Linked DNA regions of Mus musculus: region 1 is linked to region 2. Evidence: chromatin contacts called from public HiCAR-type data. All regions are on one chromosome and are shown on one strand. Each heading gives the region's core, a stretch centred on a gene start, on an enhancer-like site or on the middle of the called end of the contact. The rest is flanking DNA. Distances are from core to core; before and after follow the strand shown.

What was found. HiCAR-type assays count read pairs that join an accessible place to other places.
Region 1: a HiCAR-type map of astrocytes shows a contact between it and region 2, with 6 times the contacts expected there. The contact joins the enhancer-like site here to the promoter of Tmem268 in region 2. A contact is called at or near these places in 8 of 39 promoter capture datasets (the 3T3-L1 cell line, 3T3-L1-derived adipocytes, cranial neural crest and 4 more) and 4 of 115 datasets of contacts at active chromatin or transcription factors (astrocytes, embryonic forebrain, large pre-B cells and 1 more).

The regions. Positions count from the first base shown.
Region 1 is chr4:65,584,901-65,588,542 of GRCm38.p6, reverse strand. The region is part of intron 16 of Astn2 (astrotactin 2); the gene reads left to right. Among named protein-coding and RNA genes, the nearest start is that of Trim32, 18 kb to the left of the region's middle. Within about 2 kb of position 1,417, at least 14 of the 459 cell types and tissues checked have an H3K27ac peak or open chromatin away from gene starts, as enhancers often do. A contact at or near this core is called in astrocytes, where this site is marked.
Region 2 is chr4:63,556,719-63,560,126 of GRCm38.p6, reverse strand. Tmem268 (transmembrane protein 268) reads right to left here and starts at 1,364. Exons shown (of 10, transcript NM_001356354.1): 1 at 1,170-1,364.

The DNA.
Region 1 (3,642 bases), core at 168-2,667, 2.0 Mb before region 2:
TGCCCTTGCCCCTCTCAGTGGTGGCCTTGAGAGTGGGCACCGCTGACCTTCACTGGAATTCTAACCTCTTACTCTTCTACCTCCATGATCAAAACAGAAGAGAAAACTAAGGACGGCGATGGTCAGACTTTGTTTGACTCTGCCCTTTCCAGTTCCAACAGTTTTTTTTTTTTTTTTTTTAAGGAGCCCCTTTGTCATGGGTAAGTGTCTCTGCTGTGATGCCCAGTGTTAAAGATTTCTCTTCAGACTAGGGACATTGTGATTTCTCTTTGGCTGGTTGATGCAGATCCACCTTTGTTACTGGTTTTCTGGTTGGTTGTTTCATTTTAGAGGCTCTTAGGGAAGATTCAAAAAGCTTGGATGCTGTCCTTTCCTTTTGTCCATGGAAAACACAAGCAGTGTTTCAGGATCCCTGAATCCTCTGGGTGTCTCTGCCAATCCCTTTCTGCTCTTCTAACACAGGCCATTAGCATTGCTGCAGGCAAAGGTAAAGCCTGGCCTACTGTTCTTCCCACTTTCTGACAACAGGTACCAAATTCTCTAAGTAGCACTCCAAGAGATCCTTCACAGAATGTTGGGGTAGAAGTCATAGGACTTGTATGTCTGTCCTAAGATGCTAGAGACTCCAAACATGGTAATAGTTAATAGTTCTCTCAATGAAAATCTTCCTTTATGCTTTCTGGGATTTTCAGAGTTATAAACCTAATTAGAATTCATTTTTAAGTTCTGTGTCTATGGGCTTGATGTTGGGATCTCCCTTCGGTTACGTCTTGCTGTATCAATAGAAATTTCAATGTTAACATCCGGTTACAACAGCAACAATATAATTATAGCAAGCGCAGCAGCAGCAGCAAACAAGAGCAGCTCATATTGACTGAGGGAGTAGCCTGTGCCAGGTACCTCATTTAATCCTCACATGGACTTTTAGTTTATACTGTCACATATCAAGGACACGCTGAGGACCATGGGCTGAGTTAGGCTGAAACGTTCACAATGAACCATGAAGCAGACTAGACTCCAATGGCCACATTTCAGATGAGTATTTTTCCTTTGTTTCAGATTTCTGTGTGGTGTGGGCCTTGGATTAAACTGCTTCTCTCCAACAGGACACAATAACGCCTCCTAAGAGATGATTCCATTTCAGCAATTCCTGGGAGGCCACTGCTGTAAGCAAGGCCACTGTTGTAAGAAAGGCCACTCTTTATGATGTAAAAGTCTCACCCTTTTTCCTCCTCTTTTCATGTTTCTAATTTGAGCCCCCGTCATCCCCACGGAGCCTTTAAATGCCTCAAGTAAGAGCCCATTGCCAAAGCAAAGCTTGTCTGACTAGGAAGTCCTGCACCATTGCCTAGTCCTGAACAAACACCCGCGCAGCCCTGGCTCTCCCAGAAGTCCTCAGTCTGATGCCTTTGTTTTGTTTTCTGGATAAGGGCAAATGGTGCCATCACCTCCTGCCGAAAAGCTCTGGCTGCTCTCCCAACAAGGAGTTGTCATTTCAACTAAAGCTTTTTTTTTTTTTTTTTTTTTTTTTCTTTTGGTGGCAACAAAATAATACCCAGCAGGAATTTGGGAGGAGAAAAAAGAGAGTTCATTTGGCAGGTTCTCAAATGAATGGGTTGTAGTGTCATTGGAACTGAACCGGGCTTGAAACCAGACATGATCCTATTTTGGAAGCATTATTCAGAGGGATGGGAAATGTGAACAGAGGATAAGTCTCTTCAAAAATGCTCTTTATCTTTTTCCCGTTAAAGATAGACAGCCTGTTTTTCCTCAGCTCTCCTATCCTTGCCATGCAGAGGCCCACATGCAAAGCTAGAGGAGGTCAGAACACATAGAAAGTTAATCATGCTTTACCTGCTCACTTTCCTTAGAAAAGGGGAATCGTTCTTTGGGAAGAGATCATATCTCTACTGAATTCTTAATTACTTCTCATGCTTCTGACTCCAAGTCCTCACTCTTGCATTCATTGCTGCTCTGAAAATCTAGCCAGTGGCTTGGGCATACAGGCATACTAGGTATGCAACAAACATTTATTGAAAATACTTTTGAAGCCAGGCCTAATGGTAAAGAACCTTAATCCCAAGTATTTAAAGGTCTAAAATGGCAGGATTGGAATATTCAGGCCTTTCTGGATTACAAAGTAAGTTCGAGGCAAACTTGTGTAACTTGTGAGACTCAAGCTCAAAACACAAATTAAAAGGAAAAAGAAAAGCCCAGTGGCGGTGGTGGTGGTGGCATATATGGTGGTGGCAGTTGTGCACGCCTTTAATCCTACCACTTAGGGGGCAGAGGAAGTTAGCTCTCTGAGTGCAAGATGGGCCTGGTCTACGGAGTGAATTCCAGGACAACCAGGGTTATACAGAGAAACCCTGTCTCAAAAACAAACAAACAAACAAACAAACAAACATATAATCAATCAAACAAAGAGTGCTTGGGGTATATAGTTCAGTGGCAGAGTACTTGCTTACCATGAGGAAGGACCTTTAGATTAATCCCTAGACCTGGAGGCAGAGGGTAGGAGGGAGTGTGCTTAAAATCTTATCATGGATCATGAACTATGTGAGGTGGATCTGGAACATCAGCAAAAATTGATCCTGTATTTTCATTCCTGGACTTTACATTTTTGAGACAGAGGTTACAGAAGTCAGGGTGCAATACGAATCTGTAAAAAGAAACCTTAATATACATTAAAGGTATAGGAAGTTTGGGGAGATTTTTCTGAGGAATTAACATTTGAACTAAGATGTGGGTCATGAATAGAAGTCACCCGGGAGGAGATGGAAGGGAAGCATTTTGTAGGGAGACTAAGTGTGTGCCTGAACTGAGAGAAAGACATAGGGTGTATGCAAGGAACTTAAAGGTCATGGCAGCAGATAAGAGGAAAATGAGTTGGGGCACTGTAAGATTAGTCTAGAGAGGCAGCGGCTTGTCTAGACCTCATATTATATACATGGCTGAATAGTTTTGATTTCTATCTTAAGAGTAGGGAATTATCACGGAGGAGCTTAAAGCAGGAAACAGCTACATGGTTTGCCTTTTGGAAAGATGACTTTAGCCACAGGGTGGGGTTGGATCAGAAACTTAGCTTTCACAGTTGTAATGTCTACAGAGGAATAATTAATGGAATAGCTAATGTTCTTCCCTGCTGTAACTCTCATCTAGATCATAACTTAGACATGACACAACCTTTGAGAAAAAAAATCATTCTTAAAAATTATAGATGGGACCTAAAGGTGATCCCGTTTCTTAGTCTGTTTTCCATTTCCCTGTCCGCTCAAAAAAAAAAAATGTTGGATCAAATGATTTCTAAATCACCCTCCTTTTGCAAAGCCAGGCCTTAGGGTCATCTGTTACTTCTACACTGCCGCTGTCTTGCTGTTTTTAGCCTGAATTGTTACCTTTTAAAACCACTTACAGAGGATGATGAATGGAAAAACCTAAGGATTTATTGATCAAAGGAGAGTAGTTCTATTGATTATTTGATTAGTAAATGGATAGTATCTTTAACAGGATGCATAGGTAGGTTTGTTTGATCAGGGGATTTTTAAAGAAACCTTTGACATTAAGTAGCATTTTATAACATTTAGCTACATGTGTATAACAATGTGTCATTTGGGAGATGACTTTTATGTTTTAATATTC
Region 2 (3,408 bases), core at 115-2,614:
TGTCGGGGGCAGAAATCACAGCACCCACATCAGCCCCCTCAGCTGCCCACAGAGACCCAATCAGCAGACTCCAGTCACACACCCAAGTTTGTGTGTGTTGGCTAAAAGTAACCTGCCCAGCCCAACCACTTCCCACCTGGGTAGCCTTGAGCAAGGTAACAAGACTTCTCTCTGCCTCCATTTCCTGGAAAGGAGACAAGGACAGACACTTAGGATTGCCCTATGGGTTCCACGTCCATGAGATCCACACTTGGGAAAAGGTTGATTACTGAGAGAAGGTAGCTGTCATCAACCTATGCCACAAACATTCCCTGAGAACCTTCTAGGGCCAGCCCCTGGACTGTAAAACCAGGAGTGGAACATGGAGCGTTTGCTCAGCCCTCCCCTGCAGGGATCACCATCCACTGGGGAAAACACACTCAGAACTGCCAGAGAGATGAGGAGGAGGAAACTAGGCAGCAAAGGTGGAGGACGACAGACTCCCTGGGCTGCCTAAATGGGCTGCTTCGCCAAGGAGGAGACTGAAAGGAGCCACACAGAACTGAATGGACTCGACTCAGAGGTCAGGATGGGTCCAGGGCTCCCCGTGTACATTCTCATCCAAGTACCGAGGCTACAGGGCCATGAGGGGTCAGGCAGGACCCCAATGGCAAATGCTAACCATTTACCACCTCCTCAGCTCTGCTCCAATCTTCAGCACACAAGTAAGGGAGCCCCACACCATGGTAAGCAAAGCACAGAGGGAGCAAGTGACTGCCGACCGAGTTCCTCTGGGAACCCACATTGCAACCAGATTTTCCAGTTGCGGGCTGTGCAGACTCAAGCCCCCAAGAGGTCTCATCTCTGCACAGTGCCTGCCAGCCTCACCAACATCTGAGCGCCTAACATATCCTGAAAGGAAAGAAAGAAAAAAAAAAAATGGATTTCCTTCTTCTAACTCAGCTTCATTAATTACAATGCAAGTCCAACACATCAGAGAAGCAGCAGTCCCCCAAAAGTTTAGGGCAGAAAAACCTGGCTGGACAAGGAGTTCAAACGCCCCATTTCAATGATGAGAACATTAAGCCCCGGAAGAGAAAGCCGACTATCCAAGGTCAGGGAGCAAACCCGGAGGGAGCCAAAACAGAAAGCCGGCTCGGCGCGGCCCGGCCCGGCGTCTCCCACCGTACCTGGCCTCGGGCTTGGGCAGCAGGCTCCCCGATCTCTGCCCTCTGGCCTTGGGGTTCCTTTACCCCAGAAATCACCCGCCCTGCCCTGCAGATCCCACGCCTGACGCGTGGGGCGGGAAGAGGTCACCCGAGCCTGAGCGGAGGGACGCGCACGCAGGCCCCGCGGCCCCAACCCCCGAGCGCGGGAGCGCGGACGCGCGGGCACGCGCACGGCTCGCGCACACTCACCGCCGCGCTGCCGCCCGGGCCGCTCAGGGTCAGAGGTTCCATGCCCCTTGTACGCCGCGGCGTCCCGGCGCCGCCGCCCCCGCCGTCCCCGCGCGCCCTTTTTGGGGCGCGTCGCCCCAGCCGGTCTCCGCCGAGTCGCCCTACGGCAGGAGCGTCTCTCGGGCCGAGCCCGGAGCGTTTCATCAGCCACGCTCCCCCAGGGCGCCGGTAGGGGCCCTGCGCCCGCCACGTGCATGAGATCTGAGCTCGTCCCTGCAGTGAAGGAGCGGGGCGGGGAGGCCTGTCCCGAGTGACAAAGTCATGGGATCCGATGCATGAGGCACACTCGGGACCAGAAGTTTCTTCCAGGCTTGTTTTTAATGAAAAACGGTGTTCAGTATTGAAAGCGTCGGTGTAGTCTCCACTTTGTATCTGCGTTTTCTTTAAAAATCTTTAGTTGAGACAGTGCTGTGAAATTGTGTGAGATCTTTACGAAATAATGTGTGAGGTGTTCAAACACACACTTGCACACCCCGCTCCTTGAGATTTAAAAGGATCTGTGATGGCCTGCTTCTTTTTCCAGGTAAATCACTAGTCTTGGGTTCACCTTGGTGGGTTGTTCTGACAACAGCAGACCTGGCTAACTACATGTACTTTTCTTTGGAGTACGTGTTTATATCCTATTAGCCACCAAACATTGTCTTTCAACAAAGACGGTGGGCACTTGGTTGCTGCACCAACAGCCTGGTTTCTTTTTCAGGGGATCGATGAATGCACAGGTGGTTCCCACCCTTGCTTACAGGAAGGACTAGGGCAGTACATGCCACTGCCCTTGTCTCTACAAGTGGTCTTGTACACACAGAGAGACACAAACACATTTCTTCCTTTTAACAACTCTTGAGGACTTCCAGACCACAGGACTTACATGTGCCTGCAGGATGTTTCCAGGCAGCGAGAATGAATTGAAAACCCAAATTAGCATATCCCATGGAGGTGCCCACGGGGACAAGTGAGGATCAAGGTGGCAGGCTACTGAAAATGAACTTATCTGTGAGCAAATCAGCACTGAGTACCTGCTCTGTGCCAGCCTTGCCCTGGGCAGTAGAAAACAGTTCGTGGGAGCCTCCCATGTAGTTTGATCAACTTGCTAAACAGTAATGTAGAGGCCTGGGAACAAAAGACCCAAGGGTGCTGAGACTTCTAAATGCTGACCCGGCTATTGAAAAGGAAACAGCAACAAGCTGTGGCCTAGCCCCGCCCCACCCCCAACCCTGCCTGTGAAGCAACCCTCCTCAATGTCAGAGATGCCCTACTGCCTTCCCACCAGCCTGTCTTCACTCTCCACGGGCCAGCAGTTTTAGGTCGACACACCAGCCTCCTACAGGTACACAAACGGAACTTGGGAAGCGGCGGACAGAGCTGTACTGGTGCACTATGTAGCTGCCTGTGTGCTTGGACAGCTCTGCCCACTCATTCAGGAAAGTCAGGGACTCCTGCTGATGTGAGAGGCTGCAAGGGCGAAACGTTGAGTACTTAGTGTTCTGACTAGCAAGTGCACCCTTGCAGCAACACAAGTGTTTGCATACCTGAAATCCTGGGATAGGGGCGGGGGTGGGGGCCGGAATTCAAGGACATTACAACCAGGGAAACAGACTGCAGAGCTGACTTTAGTAGTGACTGCTTGATGGGAGTCTCGGGCATTTGTGAGGATTTCGATGTGCACTACCTGCAGCCTACACCGGATGAGTCACTGCCCTCTCTCCAAACCCCAAGCTCCATAAATAGAGCACCTCTCACTTCCTCCTGCCCTCCATTCTTTCACTTCCAGGTCCCAGTGTTTGCCTCAGGTCTTCCCTGTCCATCTGGAAGATCAGTGCCAAACCCATTCTCATCACCTGACCGGCCTATTCTTGGGTCTTGGGTGACAGGGCCCTACTTCTGAGAGCCCTGTCCTGCCCTAGGCCAAGGGCTGTCCTCCTCACTGGTTCCCATTCAACCTACAGTTATCCCTATTATGACCACTGGCTCATTC